Regions from separate parts of the Triticum aestivum genome. Here region 2 is linked to region 1. The links are chromatin contacts, called in public Hi-C maps. All regions are on one chromosome and are shown on one strand. The core of a region is the stretch at or near the end of the contact, and the rest is flanking DNA. Distances in the headings are between cores, read along the strand shown.

Region 1 (3,750 bases), core at 520-3,019:
CCAAAGCCGGCAGGCGGCCGGGCCAGCACGGGGCCACAGCCGGCGCGGGCGGAGGAGCACGCGGCAGCCGCGGCGCTGGTGGCCGAGCACTCGGGGCGGAGCCGGCGGAGACGACGGGGTGCGGGGACCCGGCGCGGGTGCGGGGACTCGACGCGGGGGCCGGCAGAGATGGCGAGGCCGGGCCGCGGGTGCGAGCCGATGGAGACGCAGCGCCCGCGAGGTGGAGATGGCAGGCGAGGCGGAGCCGGCCAAGCGCCGGGTTGGCGGACGGAGGCGGCCAGCCGGGATGCAGGGCGGAGCCGGCCAAGCGCCGGGTCGCCGGCTGGAGGCGGCGAGGCCGAGCCGGCACGGGGCCGGGTTCCAGGGAAACCGGCGAGCGCGGGAGCCGGCCGGCCGGGTCGCGCGGGCGCCACGGGAGGCGGCCGAAGAGACCGCGAGCCGGCAAGTGCTCTGGAGGCCAGCGGGGGGGCGAGAGGAGGCCGGGCTCGGGGCCGGCTTGCTGGTGGAGCCGTCCAGCGGAGGAGACGCCTGCGAGGAGGGAGCTGGACCCGGCCGGGTGCGGGGCGGCGCTAGGGAGCCGGACGCGGCCGGGCTCGAGGTGGAGCCGTCGCGCGCGCGGGCCGATAGCAGGCGGCTAGCGCGGATGGGCGCAGGGCGGCAGTGGAGCCGTCCAGTGCGGGAGCCGGCCGAGCGGGCAGGTCCGGTGGGCGGCACGGGAGGCCGGCCAGCGCGGGCCCCTGGCCGCGAGCAGAAGCGGATCCGGCAGCGCGACCCGGCCGTGGGCGGAGGCGGAGCCAGCAGGCGGCAGATGAGGCCGGGCCCGGCGCTGCGGCCGGAGAGGGCGACGAGCGGAGGAGCGTGAGCCCGCAGGGGCGCGGGGCGACCCGGCGGCAGCGGCCCAGCCATGGCGTAGGCGACCGGGCCACAGCAGGGGCGGTAGCCGGGTGAGGCGCGCGGGGCATCGCCGGGAGCGAGCGCGGTGGAGGCCGGGTCGCCGGAAGCCGGCAGGCGGATGGGCAGCCGACCTGCGCAAGCCTGCAGGCGGCCGGGACGGGCGGAGCCGGCGCGGACTCGGCGGAGGCGAGGCGGGGCGATGGAGGAGTCGGCCGAGTCGCCGGGTGCTGGGGGAGCCGCGCACGGGGTCGGGGCAGCGCCAGCGTCCCGAAACCGTCCGCGGGCGGGGAGCCGGGACGTCGGGGCGGAGGCTGCGCGCACGCGTGCAGAGCAGAGGTGATCCGGGGTGACCGCGGGCGTTGACAGCTGCGGACCGGCAGGCAGGCGGCCGGGCCACGAGCGGAGCCGCGCGCAGGAGGAGAAGGCGACCGCAGGGGGCCGGCGCGGTAGCTGCACGGTGCAGAGGAGCAGAGCGAGGCGCTGGCGCCTCGAGGGAAGGCCTGTGCTTGAGCAGCACGGCGGCCTGGCCAGCCGCACGAGAGCGGCCGCGGCCGGTGGTGGTGATGCGCGTATGAGGAAGTAGCAGCGCGGACGGGGCAGCCAGACTATGGGATTTATTCGAGTAGCATCTGACTAATGTATAGCCATTATCTGACTACTATCCGCGTAAGAGATGACCATTGTCTGGCTTGTGTCTGGGGATTATCTGGCTAACCAACGTATAGGTAGTGTATGATTTTTTGTCAAAAGAGACTACCTGCCGGATTGAAATGACGAAAAAGACCACCTCTGAGTAAGATTGACAAAAAAGACCCCCTCGCCGTGGCGGCAGGCACGCCAGGCAACACGTGGCACCTGCCGCCATGACGTGAGGCGGCCGGCCACGCTGCCATGCTGCCAGTTGCTTGCTATGGGATTCCAGACCGGCGACGGAACGGGGACGAGCTCGTGGGCCCGGCCGCCACCGTATGAGGCGGCCGCACTGCTGCTGCCTGACAGCGCTGCTGCCGCACGCGATGGAGGGGTGGGCCCCGCCGCCACGGCCTGGGGCGGCCGCACTGCTGCTCTACATGCCGTCGCGAGAAGTGTCGTAGCCCGGAATCTGCATGATACAATTATCCATCCCATCCATGCCTGCAACATATATACCTAAGGCTTTTTGTTTTTGCAATAGTATATGTATGTTTTCCCATGACGTGATGCGTCGTCCTCAATGGACACAGTGTTCTATTCGCCTGTATGGAGCAGCATGCATTGTCAATGCGGTGTAGTCTTGCACACAGATCAACATAAATTTATACGCGTGTACTGTAGCATGCTCTAGCTAGTGACGTCTCGACACGTAGCCCACACAGACCGTCCTGGGGCTGGCACCGATCGGCCCGCGTGCAGCAGCGGCAGTGCGGCCGCCACAGGGCGTGGCGGCGGGGCCCACCCCTTCGTCGCGTGCGGCAGAAGCTGTCAGGCAGCAGCAGTGCGGCCGCCTCATACTGTGACGGCCAGGCCCACGAGCCCGTCCCCGTTCCGTCGCCGGCCTGGAATCACGTAGCGAGGGACTGGCCGCCTGGCAGCGTGGCGGCGGGGCTGGCTGCCTCACATCATGGCGGCAGGTGCCACGTGTCGCCTGGCGCACCTGCCGCCATGGCGAGGGTTTTTTTTTTGTCGATTTGATTCATAGGTGGTTTTTTTGTCATTTTAACCCAATATGGGGTCTCTTTTGACGAAAAATCGGTAGTGTATGGCATGGTTTGACCATTGTTTGACATGCCTCTAGCTAGCTCGCAAAGATAGCATATGGAGGGGCGAGCACTCGTTTCGGCAGGAGCAAGGCGCAACGCGGAGGGAAGCAGACGCGAGCGACGCGTGGATGGCCACGGCCGACCGAAACGAGGCCCCGCGCGCAGCACGCACGCGGACGGACGGTCGGCGTTGCGGTGGTGGTGAAGAAGGCAAGGCCGATGGCGAGGTCACGCCGCCCCTCACGGCCATTCCGGGGGCATGTCGATGTCGAGCCCCCGACCGCTATTAGAGAGACGGCACGACGTCGCGATGATGACGAAAGTGGTCCCGCCCGGACTGCGAAACCAGCAGCAGCGTGGTAGCGTAGTAGTAGTACCACACCACGGTGGGCGCCAAATGTCGTGGCATTCTCACGGGGGGTGTTGCAAGACGACATATACCACAAGGGCTTAGTGTGAGGGTAAGACTGTTGCTGATAGGACCGGGAGCGGGTATGCGAGTAGCACGCGGTGGTATACCCAGCTTCGGAGCTCTTCGGAGAGGTAATACTCCTACTGCTGCATGTCTGAGTGTATCTGGTATATCTGGTATAGAGTGCTCCTTGAGCTATATCTAAGGTCAGTGCCATAGGCATCTGGCCTCGTATATGTGTGTATGGCCGCATGTGCCTGAGCATGCATGCGTGAGTGTGTGGCTGGCTAGCTAGCTCTCTTGCTAGGTAGCTTGCTTGTGTGTACGCGTGAGTCTCCATGGAGCCATTGTGGCCGTGGGAGTCCATCCCGTGGATGGATGGATGTGTGCCTTTATATAGGCATGGCTAGCTTATTTCTTAAGCTAGGTGAGTGGCGTGGGGGGCAAGTGGGCATGGTGCACCATGCCCATAAGAGGTGTGGTGCATGTCATGCTTGTCCCCTGGGCACTTTATAAAATAGTGTCAAGGGAACCGGTACACTGTAGATGACGTCGCAGTATGGCCGTCTCGTTGATGTCTTGTCGGTGTCGGGTCGGCTGGTGGGCGCAGTCGGCAGCCGGTAGCCGGCCGGGCAGAGCAGTCGGACGGGGAGCCGGCAGGAGCGGCCGGGCAGTCGGACTGAGGGGCTTTGCTAGCCCCGATGT
Region 2 (3,535 bases), core at 109-2,608, 230 kb before region 1:
TCACATCAATTCTCTACTTGACCATCCAATTCACAGCGAGGAGTAACAGTGATTGATGATCGTTCACATGCATCAGGCCGTGGAACACCTCCAAAAGTGGGGACATGCGTCACAAGATCACGGCCGTCTTCTCTGGTAAGACGTGCTCGGTCGCGACAAGCATCTCTATCTCGGCTGAACGCCTCCAGCCAGAGGTCTCCCGTCGTTTCTTGGGTCGCAATCAGTCCCAGCTGGAACACGCCAAGCTTTTAGAATTCCGCTCAGAATTCCTCTTCTTCTTACCAATCGCCCAAGTTTCCGGCCGGACACTCAACTTTTGTTTATGCAAAACAACGGCGAAATTGCTAATGCGACGCCAAGAAGTCACTGACCAACCATTCGCAAAATCAAACACGAAGAAATTATCAGCCGTAATTGGGGACAAAACTTGATTAAGTACGACAACGAATGTAGCAATCGCTTCTCTTCTTCTTTGTTTTTCTTTATACAGCGACGAACAATCAATCATGGGAGCAGCAGGGGAGGAGAGAAAGAACTGGAAGAAAGAAACGATCCCCATCCGCATCCCGTCCTATGGAGCCGAACCATCCGAGAAAAGGCCACCGTCTTTTTGCCACGCTTTGAAGTTTGACCACCACCGTCGAGCGATACCTTTCCTTTTCCTGTGGCGCGATCCGAGGGGGCGGAGGAGCGGTCAGGCCCGTGGGGCCCCGTCGGCGGGCGGCGGGTGGAAGAGCGGCGGCGCGTCGCGGCCGCCGAGGTCCATGGAGGACTTGGCGGAGGCGGGCGGGGCGGCGAAGCGGGAGGAGAAGTCGCGGTAGCCGCCGGCGTGGTCGCCGGCCTCGGGGGTGGCGCCGTGGCCCTCGTCGAAGTTGAGCGCGTAGCTGAGCGCGTCGTAGTTGAGCTTGCGGCCGCCGAAGTTGTGGTGCGGGCGGGGCCCGCCGGGGCCGCGCCCGAAGCGGCGGATGAAGGTCTTCCAGCGCGGCCCCGCCGCCAGCTCCGACCACTCCCGCACCTTGAGCAGCGCGTCCACCGCGCCCTGCCACCAGTGCTCCTCCTCCCCGCCCAGCGTCGCCGCCGCCCCGCCGACGCGCTGGTGGGAGAGGGCGGAGGACGAGGAGGATGTGGAGGAGGGCCAGCAGGGGAAGCAGCAGCACCGGCTGCCCCGGCGCGCGAAGAAGGCCGCCTCCGCCTCGTCCACCCCGCCGCCGTGGTCGGCGTCCATCGCCTCGCCGCGACCGTGGATCGTGGAAGGAAGGAAACCCCTGCGCCGCCGGGCCGATGCGGTTGGGTCTGGTCTCTTTGCGGCTGTGCGTTTCTTCGGTCTGTTGTGCAGTTGCGCCGTGTCGTGGCAGCGTATGGCGTGCGGGCCTTTTATCGGGAGGCCACCCGCGGGCAGACCGTGGGCGGGGGTGGGGGAGTCAACGGTGGGCGCGGCCGGCTGACGTGGGCCGGAATTCGCGGGGCCCTGACCATCCCTCTATCCCAACCCAACGTTCGCCAAAAAAAAAAATCTCTTAAAAAAACACTGACACGCTTGCTTATATCCTGATGATGGGAAAGAAAAGACACGCTTACTACTTTTCTCCCTCGTCTCGCCGCGGATCAGCAAAGAGGTTACTCGTTGGTACTACTGTCCACTTGGAGTCGTGATAAACATGGCACGGTCCTTCCTAGTACTAGGTCCGATCAACAGGCTGTGCATCTTCTATTATTATCCGCAGATAGAATTGGAGAAGCATTCGGCTTCGGGCTGCTTCACGGTTGTTTCTGACGACGATCTGCATAGTGCGTTATTAGTCACATGAGATTCAGATTCATCCCATGCTTTGTTATCCAAAATGATCACATTATCTGCGCCTTTCGCTTTAATTAACGGTGAAGTGCGCCAGGTGGGATCGGAACGACAGCGCGGACGCAGGGGGGACGAAGCTGGCTGGGACACGTCGGGGTCGGGCGGCCGCCTGCGCTTTGTCCTGCGGGTGACGAGGACCGGGAGATCTTGCTGCCGCCGGTCGTGTGAAGCAGTTGCGAGCGGCGTGCTAGGTCCTCTACGTGCCATTTGCGCTGCGAACGTCCCGCGGATTCGCCGGCACGAGGTTTTGCTTGCAGCTGCACCGCCTCTATTGATTAAGGAATCGGAACTACTGAGCAGCCGACACCCACTGGCCGAACATTGGACGATGCTTTGATCCAGCGGTCGACCTCCACTTTGTGCCATGCATGTATGGTCAGATCAGTAGCACCGTCCAAACATCGGCTGCACACCGTCGTGCGTACTTACGCAGCATGATCATTGCACTGCTGGCTGTACCTGTGCTATACTGCTGGCTGTAGACCAGGGTTGGTCTATCTTTCTTCGTGTCCAGGCCAAGTAGCGGCCTGGATTTCTTCCTTGTGGCCGCAGCTCCAGGCCGATCACAGCAAATTGGCTGTTCAAATATCAGTTTGATCATGGCTGTCGATTCTTCTTTTTAGATTGATGACCAGGTTTCACTTTTGTCTTGGATATAGGGAGGATTTGAGAAAGGACTGCTACTGCTATTGACCGCCCCACTTCAAAAGAGAAGGAAAGAAAGCACATGGACCTGGCCGAGTCTGCATGTTTGGATAAGATCGACCGATCGATCAGCAATGGGCCACAGCAAGCCCAAGGAGTAGGGGATGACTGACGGTCGACTGCCCATGTTTTCTTCATGTCCCGGCTCATCAGACTGCCGTGAGCCCCGAAGGTATATGCTTTAGCGTAAAGTGTGGTTTGCTTTTCTATATTAGGCAACGTCGCTAATCGAAGTGGAACCGCCGGGATGTGCTTCAGCCGGAGGGGAAGGAGACGACAGTGACCTGCGATCGGACAAGACACCACCCGTGTACGCCAGCTTCGCCTCGGTAGTGGCCTTCATGGGACCCAAGCGGCGGTGGTCTCCCATGTTCTACATCTCCTCGATGATGGTGGCAGACGCGGACGTGCGCACCACCGTTTTGTCGATCTCCGTGAAGCCGGCTTCTTTCTCCGTCGGTAGGGTGCGGTTACGAGAATGTTGGCGACAGATGGCGTGATCGCAGACATGGGAGGAGTGATACTACACGGCGTCGTCCACGACAGCCACGATGCCTGTGTCGCCGTGCTCCGCCGCGTGCCGGTCTGGGGCAACTCGCCACTCCTCAGCGAGCTGGCTTGGAGCGGCAAATTGCTGAATGACGCGTCGGCATGGAGCTTCTGCCTCCGCGAGCCAGCCTGCAACGGCCTGGAGCGTTGAGGGTGGTGGAGCAGAGAGTTGCCGGGCTCGTATCCAGCAGGCTCGACGGTCACCCACCCGACTTTTATGTTGGAGAACCCCTCTTCCTGCTTGCTGGATGCCATGAAGATCGTGGAGAAAATTGTGCAACGAGGAGATGGGAGCAGAGTGTGGTGCGATTTTTGCCCCTAGTCTGGCATCGTTTAAATAGCGGGCGTACATCCGGAGCCAACCGACGTTGTGTTTGATGACAGGCAGCCAGCGAACGTACGTGCGGCCGGAGTAGGTTTCTCAAC

The links. A called contact is a pair of places that touch in the nucleus more often than the background predicts.
Region 2: a Hi-C map of root shows a contact between it and region 1, with 5 times the contacts expected there. The contact joins the promoter of LOC123134540 here to the enhancer-like site in region 1. A contact is called at or near these places in 2 of 5 Hi-C or Micro-C datasets (leaf and root).

What each region holds. Positions count from the first base shown.
Region 1 is chr6B:602,612,085-602,615,834 of IWGSC CS RefSeq v2.1, reverse strand. No RefSeq gene overlaps it. Among protein-coding and RNA genes, the nearest start is that of TRNAK-UUU, 29 kb to the right of the region's middle. Within about 2 kb of position 1,769, at least 8 of the 8 cell types and tissues checked have an H3K27ac peak or open chromatin away from gene starts, as enhancers often do. A contact at or near this core is called in leaf and root, where this site is marked.
Region 2 is chr6B:602,843,956-602,847,490 of IWGSC CS RefSeq v2.1, reverse strand. It overlaps LOC123134540, which reads right to left and starts at 1,358. Exons shown (of 1, transcript XM_044553776.1): 1 at 432-1,358. The coding sequence starts at 1,225. The coding sequence ends at 695.